2 separate regions of the Mus musculus genome follow, and region 1 is linked to region 2. A link is a contact called in public targeted proximity ligation data. All regions are on one chromosome and are shown on one strand. The core of a region is the stretch at or near the end of the contact, and the rest is flanking DNA. Distances in the headings are between cores, read along the strand shown. Region 1 has its middle 16 kb from the start of Gm41829. Region 2 has its middle 13 kb from the start of Mir101b.

What was found.
Region 1: a contact with region 2 is called in a targeted proximity ligation map of CD8 T cells, with 8 read pairs. A contact is called at or near these places in 5 of 484 Hi-C or Micro-C datasets (CD8 T cells, bone marrow-derived macrophages, embryonic stem cells and 2 more) and 5 of 130 datasets of targeted methods (CD8 T cells, effector CD8 T cells, embryonic fibroblasts and 2 more).

The regions. Positions count from the first base shown.
Region 1 is chr19:29,226,652-29,232,534 of GRCm38.p6, reverse strand. No RefSeq gene overlaps it. Among named protein-coding and RNA genes, the nearest start is that of Gm41829, 16 kb to the left of the region's middle.
Region 2 is chr19:29,145,187-29,151,986 of GRCm38.p6, reverse strand. No RefSeq gene overlaps it. Among named protein-coding and RNA genes, the nearest start is that of Mir101b, 13 kb to the right of the region's middle.

The sequences.
Region 1 (5,883 bases), core at 3,240-5,739, 78 kb before region 2:
GACTCTCTGGCCCAGAGCTCCCAAGACATCTCCACCCAACTAGCTAAGTTTCCTTGGTGGGTGGCTGCCATGCCAGGCCGATGCGGTGACCACCCTCCTTGAGGTTAGCTGTCACAATTCCCAGTAACCTGGTGAAATCAAAACTCTAGAAGCTTATAATCGTCTGATTTATACATCAATAAATTCTCAATACCCAAGATGCCCACACAATAAATTCAGGGCCAATTGATAATGGTACAAGCTACCTACCTAGGTTAGACAAGTCACCCCAATTATTCTATCCCTATATGATATGTTAGATACCTGTGGCTATTTAAAGCCATCTTGCTTCCTTATCTCCCTGTCTCCTCCGTCTCTGTCTCTGCAACTCTTTGCTCCACCACCCTTTTCCCTGTCCAATCACAGGCTTGTTGTTGCATTAAAAATTAAATTAATTGGACAGGGGAAATCCTGCTACATGATTTAATAATCTACAGAGCCGAATAATAAGAGTGCTAAAACGTGTACTTAGTTCATTCATCCATCAAGAATAGTTAATCAGAGTGTGATCATTTTCTTAATTTTTTTTTCAGAGAAGTATATTCACTTTGAGATTTCTAAACAGAATTTTTAATTTCAACTTTTAGCTTTAAAAATCAGCACCCCACCCTTCTTTCTTGCTAGGAGATCCATAACGTGAAGAAGGTTTGAAAACGCAGGAACTTCTCTTGAGGCACCATTGCTTATCAAAGATTGGCTCTTACTAGGGGGTTTCCTTTCCAAGTCTATTAGTCCCTGTTGAAGCCCCTGAAAACAATATGGAGAAGGAAGTGTAGGTAGGTGTGCAGAACCCCAAAACAAATTTCACTCACAATTAAAATAATGGGTATTTGACTAGCTATCTGTCCTAAACAAGCCAGTAAATGTCAACAGAATATCAGTGATATGGATGCTCTTTAAAATAAATGCACACTTGCTGAACTATTCATTAATTTTTTAACTGGCCTAGATGCAAACATAAGACAGTATTTACATGTGTAAATAATAATAATGTGACTTGCTCTATAAGGCAATCTGTATTTCTTTTGGATGATTGGAGCTGATTTGTTTGCTCGTTGTCTGGTGGAGTAGATTACTGTTCTCAGTGAGCTTCCCGTATGGCATATGAATGTCTTTTCCTATTTCTGTTTTCAGGGTTTTGTTTTGTTGATTCACAGTCTCACTAGACATCCAGGCTACCCTGGGACTCATGACGTTTTCCTCTCAGCCTCCCTAGTACAGGATCACAGGCTTATTCTACGACACTCAGCCCTCACGTAAATGTCTCATCAGAGTTACTTCTCTGTGCTGGATGGGATTGTCGGCATGACATTGTTTGACCAATGAATAGTAGTAGTCATGGGTCCTGGTCTTAAAGGAGTAATGCAACTTGACTTCTTGAATTTGGTGTTCGACCGAGAGAAGAACATGCCTCTGGTAGCAAGTGGGATTCTGAAGTAGACTTATCTGAAGCAAGTCTTGCAACACAAACAGAGGAGTTCTAGCTTACCCTCAAAGCCACAACCTAGGAAAATAAATGTGTATTTCTTGAGTTACTGAATTTTAGAGTTGTTGGCTGTTGACTCCTCTGTATAAGTGGTAACAACAGCTGGCTAATAATATATCATGTTTTCTATTTTTTAATTGATGTACATAGGTGTGAAAATTGGCTGATATCATGTAATTCTTATATTAACTGTCACTTTTACAATATGCAATGCAGGCCCTTTCCCAGCTCAAATAATCAAATACTATTGGACAAAAATACTAGATAAATATTCCATAATGAAGCTGGGGCGAAAATAATGTAAAGGCATCAACCAAAACATGAGAAAACTCTAACACTGGACCGAGGAGATGGCTCAGTTAATAAAGAGCCGAGTCAAGTGTCTGTAACCTTAGGGCTGGGGAGAGACTGTGCACCCCCGAAGCTCACAGCCCAGCCAGACTAGCCAATCAGTAAGCTCTGAAAAATACGGTGAAGAATCATAGAGGAAGACGCCTGACATTGACCTCTGGCCTCCACAAATGCCCACACACGCACACATATGCGTAAACACACAAGAACATTCTAAAGCTGTAAGAGCCGGACAAGAATCCGTGCAGCGAGGAAGAAGGCTTGGATTGAGTCAAGCCATTGCCTCAGAGGAAGATTTAGCCCGAGAGTCCCACTCTGAATTCCCTGCCAGCTGTCAGAGCCTGTGGTGTTTCCCTCTGTAATCAAATGATCTGGTTTTCTTATTTAATGTGAACTGTTGACAGTCGTGCGCCCGCCCGGCCACACACACCTCTCAGACCTGATGAACCGGGCAGAGTATCCCAGAGACGCAAAGGAGGTTTCCTGTTAGTTAGCACATTGCAGAACCTTCAAAACTCTGTTTCGGGTGAAACATGGATTCCTCCATGGGTTCCCTCTATTGTCTTTTAGAGGGGTAGAACGGGAAAAAAAAATTGTTTTTGACTTAAAGATAGTAATTTTGGGGAAGCAGACTTGCACAAGCTGACAAGGGGGACTCCTGGGAAGCCCCTGGGAGTCTCCTCTCTAGCCCTAGGATTACAATCACAAGTCACCATACCCGATTATGTATTAGCAGCAGCTCCCGCTCCTCCTCCTCCTCCTCCTCCTCCTCTTCCTACTCCACCTCCTCTCCCTCCTCCACCTTCTCCTCCACCTCCTCTTCCTCCTCCACCTCCTCTTCCTCCTCCACCTCCTCCTCCTCCTCCACCTCCTCTTCCTCCTCCACCTTCTCCTCCACCTCCTCCTCCTCCTCCACCTCCTCTTCCTCCTCCACCTCCTCCTCCTCCTCCACCTCCTCCTCCTCCTCCTCCTCCTCTCCCTCCTCCACCTCCACCTCCACCTCCTCCTCCTCTTCCTCCTCCACCTCCACCTCCTCCTCCTCCTCCACCTCCTCCTCCACCTCCTCCTCCTCCTCCACCTCCTCTTCCTCCTCTTCCTCCTCCTCCTCCTCCCCTAACCTACATTGAACTCAGGTCCTTGCGTTTGTAAGGTGAATCTTTAGCACTTCAGTTATCTCCCTAGCCCCCTCTATTTACATCCTTGAAGCCCTGTCTGACAATATTATAGGAATAATTTTGTATTTCTCTTATCTAAAGTTAGTTTGAACAATGGTCCTGCAATAGGGAAAGTGGCTTATAATACAAACCTGTGAGTCTCCATTTTTCTGTTTTGTTCTTTTGTTTTTCTTTGCTTTTGCACCACAGATTTACCTACAGTGTTACCATTAGGGCTTTCTAGATGGTACTTTCTCCAGGCCATTATTTGATATGGCTAAACAATCTCGCATTTAGCAGCTGAGCCATACTTTAATTAACATTTCCTGTTGCTGGATTTTTAGGGTATGACTAATTTCTCGCCATGACAAATAACTTTCCTGTAACAGGATGCATACTTCAGTCAGACATTGTTTAATTTTTAGATTGTTTCCTTAGTATAAATTCTGAGAAGATTCTATCCTTCTTCACTCATCCTGCTAATTGACTGTGATGAAAGATGTGTTTAATCCCACTGTTAATGTGTAGGAAGTGTTATCAAAATTTGAATATTCTTATGAGTGCTGCTTATTTTGTAGGTGAGTTAATGGAAGAAAAAACGTTCCTCATTTTAATTTTTCTCTTTAAGGATGACATGGAACATGTAGGTTAAATAGATGACCTCATTTTCAATACCTAATCACCTTATTAGTCTCTCAAGGTTATGAAATAGCCTGCCAGTAAAGACTGATCACTTAAGAAACACAGGCAATGCCTTAACCTATGGATTTGTATTTGCATATATCCCTACAAGGTCAGTCTGTTACTTTGAAATTTTTCTTTCAAAAACAAAGAATAATGGCAAAACTTTTCTTAAAAAAAAAAAAAGTCCTCGAAACATTTATCTGCATTTATTTATAGCTTGATTCGAAAGCATTGGAGGTATAGAGGGCTTCAATCAACTTAGTAAATCATAGGAAAACAATAGTACATGGTTTGAACGCACAGAGTTCCACATGAGTACAGGCTGTCCTGTGGCGCAGTTGGGGAGAACAGCATAGGAGGGGAGGGCGTGGGTGTGGCCAGGCAGAGGGGGTTGGGTATCCCGCAAGTCAGTCCAACCCCAGTTTCCCTTGAGCAGCTGCCTTTGAACCTGAGATTCTGGGTTCTGAGAATAGGGAACTGACTACCTGATGCAGAAGAAAGAGGAAGAAGACTGTCTCCTTTTGAAGGTTGGGCCGACCGTCCCAAGTATTTTGAAATAGAGGTTATGGTTGGGATCTTTCCACTTCTCTTTCTATACTGCTGCCTACTACCGCCTCCAGATCTCAGAGACCTGGCACTCTGAGTGAGGTCTCCACCTCCATGCAGCGCGCCTCCCCCCATCCCAGTGCCCCAACACTTCCTGCTTATGGGCCACTTCACTCCCAATCTTCAAAACCAACAGACTTCTGCCAAAAGACCATCTGTTTGAAACATGCTTTCTAAAATGTATATGGCTGATAGCCTCACCAGCTTCCCAGACAGATGCCTTGGAAGCTATACCCCCTTTAAAAGCATGTGATAAACTCAAGGTCAATTCATAGATCTTGAGGTGCCCAAATCCCAGCTCTGATAAAAATTCAGGCAGCCACCTTGTGTTTCAGCCATTACTGAGGAAGAGACATATAATGGAACCAAAAAATTTAACTAATCTAACACACTTGACAGGCAGGTATTAGTAAATGTTGGGTATTGACTCTCTCCTCTACATCCCTCCTGCAGAAACCTGGCCATGATTTCTGGCTTCTCTCTGCCTCTAGTAACACATGGGGGGGGGGCGGGGGTAATGAAAGATATTTGCAGACACAATATATTTATCATCACACACTAAGTTAAAATTTGGCAACATCTTATTATGGTTTCAGCTAGGGAAGTTTAGTTAGGTAACTGTTATTTTGCTAACTACATTTGAAAGTTCTCTGATAATAACAGGACTTTCTTATCTTGGTGAGATAATAGAACAGCACCCAAATATGGCTAGTTGTTTACTTATTTTAAAAGGTTCATATCCAAAAATATATAAAGAAACCATGCAAGTCCATAGCAAAACCCCCACACAATCTGATGTTTAAAATGGGAAATAGACCATTTCTCAAAAGAACACACAGAAATGATCAACAGGTATATGAGGTGGGGGTGGGGAGATTAAACATCACCAGCCACAGAGAATTACAAGCTAAGACCACAAAAGATGTCACCTCACTCTAATAAGAATGATGGTTATCAACAAGAAAAAACAGTAAATGCTGTGAAGGATATGAAGAAAAAGGAACCCTTGCACACTGTTGATAGGGATGAAAATTTACACAGCTATTGCAAAAAACACCATAGAGACCCATAAATAAAACTGAAACTAGAACTGCTATATATGACCTGATAACACTACCACTGGGTATATTTCCAAAGAAAATGAAGTCAGTATATCAAAGAGATAGCCACACTCCCGTTAGGGCAGACCCATTGACAAAACCAAGAAACAGAAGCAGACTAAGTACCTATCAATGGATTAAGTGATAAAGAATAGACAACAGAATAGTATTCAGATAAAAATCGTTTTATTTGTGACAGCATGGATCTGGAGACCACTGTTAAGTGAAAGACAAATACATGATGCCCCCATTCATATGTACAATCTAAAAAAGTTGGACTTAGAAGACATGACACTAGAATAGGATTGCCAGAGGTTGAGAAAGTAGACGGTAGGGAGAGGGGTGGCGATTTGGTTAATAGGCACTAATCAGGTTAGGAATGTAGTGCTCTGCTGTAGAGTAGAGTGAGCATAGATTAGATGATGATATGTTTATTTACTTCAAAGGAGATAGAATGATTTTA
Region 2 (6,800 bases), core at 362-2,861:
TCTCCATTTTAGAGAAAACAGAGCAGCCAGCCCAGCTCTTTTCTGGAGAGCCCATCCAGAGAACAGGCTAGCAGCATTCACGACAAGAGCTTGTTTTACACACAAGAGCATCTTTCCAGAAATCCACTCACAAGGCCCAAGCCCTCTTCCCATTCCCTGAAACCTGGTTCTCCCTCCTCCAAAGCCATAGCTTTGCTGGTCTTGATGTGGACGTGTCATCCTACTTACTTGGGATTCAAGAACAGCAGAGGCAGCTTAAGGAACTCCTGTCTCAAAAAAAAAAAAAAAAAAAAAAAAAAAAAAAAAAAGGTAAAAAGGGCTGGAGATGGGAGATGAGGCTCCATGATAGAGCCCTTGCCTGACACGCCCAGGTTCCTAGGTTTCAATCCCCAGTTAAAAACAGGCAGAGTTTTGTATCTCTGCAGCAGGTGCTAACATGGAGAACCCAGGTCAGATTTCTCTAAGACACAAGCATTTGAAGGCTCAGACTTGACCTAGTTCAACTGTAGATATTCAGGGGGCCTCCCATTTCTCTAGGGTCCTCTTCTCTACTTAGGGACTATTTCTCCCTAAGTTCTTCCGGCCCCATCTTGCCAAGGACTCAAAGTAGGTTCCAGAGCACATTGAACTATTAGGATGAGAGGATTTGTCTATGCAACTCTCAGAAAAACTGGGGTCCTTGTAATAATCACATAAGCTGAAAAAAGAAAGTCCCATCCTACCCACACATCTGAAGGTTTTAATTTCTGGAAGCCCACACAAGGGAATATGGCTTGGGGCCTGATGGGGTGGGCAGCCATTGATTTGAAACTGAGATATACAGATTCTCCATATTATAGGGAGGGTAGGAGTGAAACCTGGATTTTCCACCTCAAGTCCCGCACATTACTCAGCTTCTCAAAAATATTTCAGTCAAGAATGTGAGAGTTAAATGCATACCTGTAATCCTAGCACTAGGGAGTCTGAAGCATGAAGATCCTGAGTTTAAGGCCAGCCTGTGCTGCACAAGACCCTGTCTCAAAAACAAAGAATGTAAGACTATATTTTTCCTTAAAAAAAAATACTGCTATGCCAGGAACCCCTAAATTTCTACCTTCAGGAAAAAACCATGGTGTGACATTTTCTTCATTGTGGTTTCTATTGCTGTGATGAAACACCATGACCAAAAACAAGTTGAGGAGGAAAGGGTTTATTGTAGTCTATCTTTGGAGAAAACCGGGACAGGAACGCAAATAAAGTTTGAACCCAGAGGCAGGAGCTGATGCAGAGGCCATGGAGGGGTGCTACTTACTGGTTTGCTCCCCATGGCTTGTTTAGCCTGCTTTCTTATAGAACCCAGGATCATCAGCCCAGAGATAGCACCACCCACAATGGGCTGGGCCCTCCCCATCAATCACTAGTTAATAAAATGCCTGACAGCCCAATCTTATGGAGGCATTTTCTCCATTGAGTCTCCCTCCTCTCAGATGTCTCTAGTGTAACAAGTTGACATAAAACTAGCCAGCAGACATTAACACTGTTTTCTTCTCAGAATGGGGATGGGTTCCTGGGTCAAGGAGTTTGCAGTGCCATGTTACACAGAACATTCACTTACATGACGTGAGTCATCTCTTACATCACTTACAGAAACTGAATGTGACTCATTTCTGGGGTGGGGGCTGCAAAGTGTTCCAGGCCTCTGTCTACAATCCCTTTCCAGGGAAAGCCCAGCTATGTTTCCACATGACCCACACCCCCCAGGAAGTGCTACACTGTGTCTAGAGACCCAGGATCATCAGCCCAGAGATAGCGCCACCCACAATGGGCTGGGCCCTCCCCATCAATCACTAGTTAATTACGGTTAGAGACCGTAACTCAAGCCCAGCCCAGTGTTCTAGTCTAGAATGCTGCGGTCAGCAAGAGAGCAAACCAGCAGGTCAAGCCCCTAGGCTGCCATCACGGCATTGGCCTCCACGGAGCCTCTTTCCCAGGCAGCAGCTACCTCACAAGGTGCTCGTGCACTCTTTTTGTTTCTTTGAGAATGGGGCAAAACCATTTAATTTTTAATTGTTGGCTAGTGTTTTTCTATAAGCACGTTCCAAGAGTCATCTAAGAGGGAAGCTCAAGGGAGAAAATGTCTCCATAAGATAGGAGTAGAACATTTTAGTTAGTGATTGATGGGGGAGGACCCAGCTCATTGTGGGCGGTGCTATCCCTGGGCTGGTGATCCAGGATGCTCTAAGAAAGCCGGCTGAGCAAGCCTCCTTGGCCTCTGCAACAGCTCCTGCCTCCCAGTTCCTATGTCCTGCCTTTATTGAGGGACTGTGATGTGGGAACATGAGCAAAAGGAATCCTTTCCTCCTCAAGTTGCTTTCGGTCCTGGTGTTTCATTCCAGCAACAGCAACCCGGACTAAGACACTCGCTGAGGAAAACAGCTATGAGAGATGAAACTTAGGTTCTAAGTTTGCCTGTTTAACAGCCAACTATAATGTAAAACAGGACTTATATTGTAAGAGCAACACTTCTCCCGTTCAGTGCCCCACTTGATGTCTTCATTGCTTTTTTTTTTTTTTAACCGAAACCATTAACATTTTATACCCCCGGAAATCCGGAAATCTCCCTCTGCCACCCCTCCCATTCTTGAATCAGATTTCCTGAGGTTGAGGAAGGCAGAGCCACTGGGGGGCCACGGGCTGACGTCTGTATTCGGATGCTCTTTGTTCCAGCCAGGCCCGACCTTCTCCTCAGCTACAACTCCTATGCTGCCCCACATCTTGAACTGGTCGCAGTCACTTCTTCATGCTTGCTGCTCCTCTTTCCATCCAAGAATACCACTGGCTAAAATGTCCAACATTTAGGCTGGACATTAGCCTTCTGAATATAATCTTTTTTTTTATGGGTTATATATTGTTAAACTAGTTTTATTTTACTATAGTAAGTAACTCCTTACTATAGTACTGGAAGATTCTGGATGGGGGAAGGGAGGTTAGCAGGGGGTGTTGTGGGGTACCCTTCTGAGGGTGTTGAGGGGGTCTGAGCATGCAGTTTACAACTGCAGTCTTGCTTCTGTTTCCCCAGGATCCTTTGTCTTCTGTAAGAAACACTGGAGTCTTCCCTTGAGAGTCATCTCTTCCATTCTCATTGGTCCACACAAATTGGGTAACAATAACATAACCATCCAGAGAGGAGAACAGGACCCAGAGAGTCCTAAGAATGCTCTACTCAGCAATGAGAGATGCAATTCTAAGGGAATTAAAAACCAAACCAACCTCAGCTAGAGAACGGGAATAGAGACAATGTTCGACCCAGGAGCAGGGAGACAACAGTGGAAAAAGCAGAGCTGAGATGGGAGTGAACTCTGAAGATGTCTGCGTCCTGGGCTCAGCTACCCCGGAGCATGGGGAGGCCTGGGGAACTTCTCAGGTTGAATTTGCAAGTCTGAGTCAGTCTGATCTCTCATTTGCTGCTGCATTCTTTCCTACTTCAAAACCTGACCGTTCAAACTACTGTCCATACTCCTGTCAAGGTACTTCTGGGTTCAAGACCCCGAATCCCCTATTCTACTATCCATAAAAAAGGTGGCTCAACTTATCAGGCCTAGTTTCCCTTTGTAGTTAGGTTTTGTTTATATCCCAATGAGCAAACCAAGGCTCAAAAAGACTTTTAGCTCACTCAAATGTAGCGTCGTCAACCTGACTCTTGGAGTTGTATATTTTGTATTACATGATGTTCCCCATGGCACCAGACTAGTTATAGAGAAAAAAAATATTGACATACACGATCTCAAAATTGGCACAGCCATTTTCTCTCTTGGTGAGAATAGCGGCTCCTTACAGCTCCACCTGGCTGAGTGAATGTGGAGCTTTAGACCCAGCATTGCTGACGCAGTGAGGGCTCTCATCCCGCCCTCACTGGCTGGAACACAGAGAACCTCGCTGGGATGCCTGTAGGCCTCCTTTTTAACTCTGTCTTCTTGTTGTGGGGACAGTTTGACCTCAAGCTCCATGCAGGTGCCATAGCTTGTATCTGGTCTGTTAGCTGAGCACATCCAAGGACTAGATGTAAAGATATGGCCTGTGACTCATGTTGACATTAACCTGTTAGATGAAGGGCTACTTTGAATCGGCACCAAGAACTGAACAGCCAAAAACTATCTATCCCGATCTCAGGGTATTTAATAAATGCTCTTAATACTGGTATGCAGTGAGGTAGGTGCTTTGGAATTTCAAAAGAAACTAAAGGTCTGAAGGATGCAGAGCCAGCCCAGGAGTACTGACAAAGCTAGGATTTGGCCATAGGTCAAACCCTGAACCCTGTTGTTTTAACAAGACTCTACTGAAATTCAGGAACCAAAGGCTTCCTTAAAAAAAAAAAAGAAAAGAAAAAAAAAAGGGGGGGGGGCACACAGAATATTACAAGACATACCCAGTGCTTAATTCTGTGAGTTAAACAAGGTAAGACAATTGACTACGTGCTGAATACTAAGAAAAGGGTCGAGGGAGGCCTGGAAACAGGAAACCAGTGTTTGGGAGTCAGGGCCTCCCCCAGGAACTAGAACTGAGGAGGCTTGGAAAGAAAAGTGAAGGGTTCGGTTTAATTTCCTAGGCCTTCTGAGAGTTATCATACCACACATCAGAATCTCTAAGACGTCCCCCAGTTTTCCCTCTTAAGTTGCTTGGTGTCAAGAGATTTAATTTCCTGACAGTCGGTGCCCTTCCGGAGCCTGTGAACGCTCACTCGCTTTCAAGATTTCTAACAATTAAGCGTGCAAAAAAAGCACCGATCTTGCTTTCTGGATATTTAAGCGTTCCTGCTCTTTGCAGTTTGCAGCCTCCGATTTCCGGCAAACATTCTCGTAGCTTAAAAATCTTAGACACAATGCCTTTAATTGCGTCGTGGGTCTAAGACATCAGTGACCCACAGAGCTCATGACGGCGGGAAGCATGTGTCTGTGGAGTTCCAGGAACTAAACAGCTTGAAGTTGTTTGTCAGTTCCCTTCCCATAGCAAGACAGGCAGCCACTGCAAAGCTCAGCATGGGCCCTTCTCACATCCTTCCTTGAAGACCAGCAAGAGCAGTGGGAGACAGCCCTTGCTCCAAGACAGAGACCAGCAGCTACCCTGCTACTCTGTCCTAGCCTTGGTGATCCAGTCACATAAGCCAGAGAACAGAAAAATCAAATCAGCGTGTGCCATCACCAGCTTGAGTACCTTCCTTTTAAAAGGGCGTCTACCTTCATCAGTTTGAGTACATCAATTCCCCAAATCGTAGCCGAGAAAACCTAACAAGTCAGCCAATCATAATGGTTTTTGGATGCAAGGGTCTTTAAAGGGTTGGGGATTGTGGAGAGAAGAATAAAATATGTCCTGGGCTGTCTGTGAAACTCAGTGTCAGAAGTAACCCAGATGTTTTCGAACGAGTGTGATCGGAATCTCTCCTCGAGTTGGGTCAGACTTTCCTGACAGGTATGCGCCAGATATGACAAGGACCTCTTGTGGTCCTACACCCAGCACCCTGACAAAATGACTTCTGTTTGAGTAGAGGCATGGTGTGTTAGATCTGTTAGATGTCTCTGATAACCCACTCTTGTCAACTCACATCTCAGATGTGGCCAACAACAGTATGTGACGGCCTGAGCTGCCCACTCACATTCCCTGTTAGTCACTTGTGAAGGACAGCCTAGGGCAACGACCTGAATGTGGAGTTCTGCTTACGCGTCATTACTACTTGGATGGGAGTAATTACAGTGGAGACCTGGGTTGGGCATAGAGACCATAGAGCTGTATCCCCATCCCTCAGAACGGCTATAACCACACACTAAGTCTCCAACACAGAGGCATTTCCGAGTCTTCTCAAATCCTGACTAAGGTCCAGGAAATCCATTTATTCACCCACCCTGTTCCGTTCTCAGCCGGTTAAACCCATTCCTACTGCACACATTGACAAAGCTTCAAGTCAATTTCTCCCTACCTTCTGCACATAAGATGATCTGGAAGGAAAAGCATGCTTGTAAGTTTTGTGCCAACATGACCCCGGGCAGGCTCATCTGGGAAGAGGAAACTTCAACTGAAAAATAAATCCATCAGTCTGTGGGGCACTTTCTAGACAATGATTGCCATTGGACCCAGTTCACTGAGTAGTACCACCCCTGAATGGGGGGTTCTGAGTCCTGTAAGAAAGCAGGCTGAGCAAGCCAGTAAGCCACACATGGTCTGTTCTTCAGATTCTGCCTCCCAGTCCTTGCTCATATCCGGCGTCGACTTTCTTCCTTCATGATGCACTAAGATTGGACATGTTAAGTCAACACACACACACACACACACACACACAGACAGAGCCTTTTCTGCTCTAGCTGCTTTTGGCCATGGTGGTCTTATCACAGCAACAGAAACTAAACCAGAACAGGCCAAGACAGCAAGCCAAATTCCCAAATCAGATGTTTATACAGAACTCAAACGCAGAACTAAGCTCTTATTACATGAGCCCTGGTGAGTAGCAGAGTCAAGCACAGAACAGACAGCAAGCTGGCAGACGACCCCTGCCTAGCGGTAGTGCTTCTTTTGGGAAACTGCAAAGGGATCAAGAACAGGCTGTTTGAGCAAACACTGCGTTTGTGGAGATGCCTTCCTGTGATCGTCGGACTCAGGGAGCTGAAGAATCACAAGTCTGGCCTAGTTACTAACATCCTATCCAAGTGCGAAGAGGATAACTCATCCCTTCTGCTCAGTATAATCCCCCCCACTGCTCCCAAATGTTCCAACTCCAGGAGCAGCTGGGGCAGAGGCCTGGAACCTACCCGACACTTGTGTACCCTACAGAC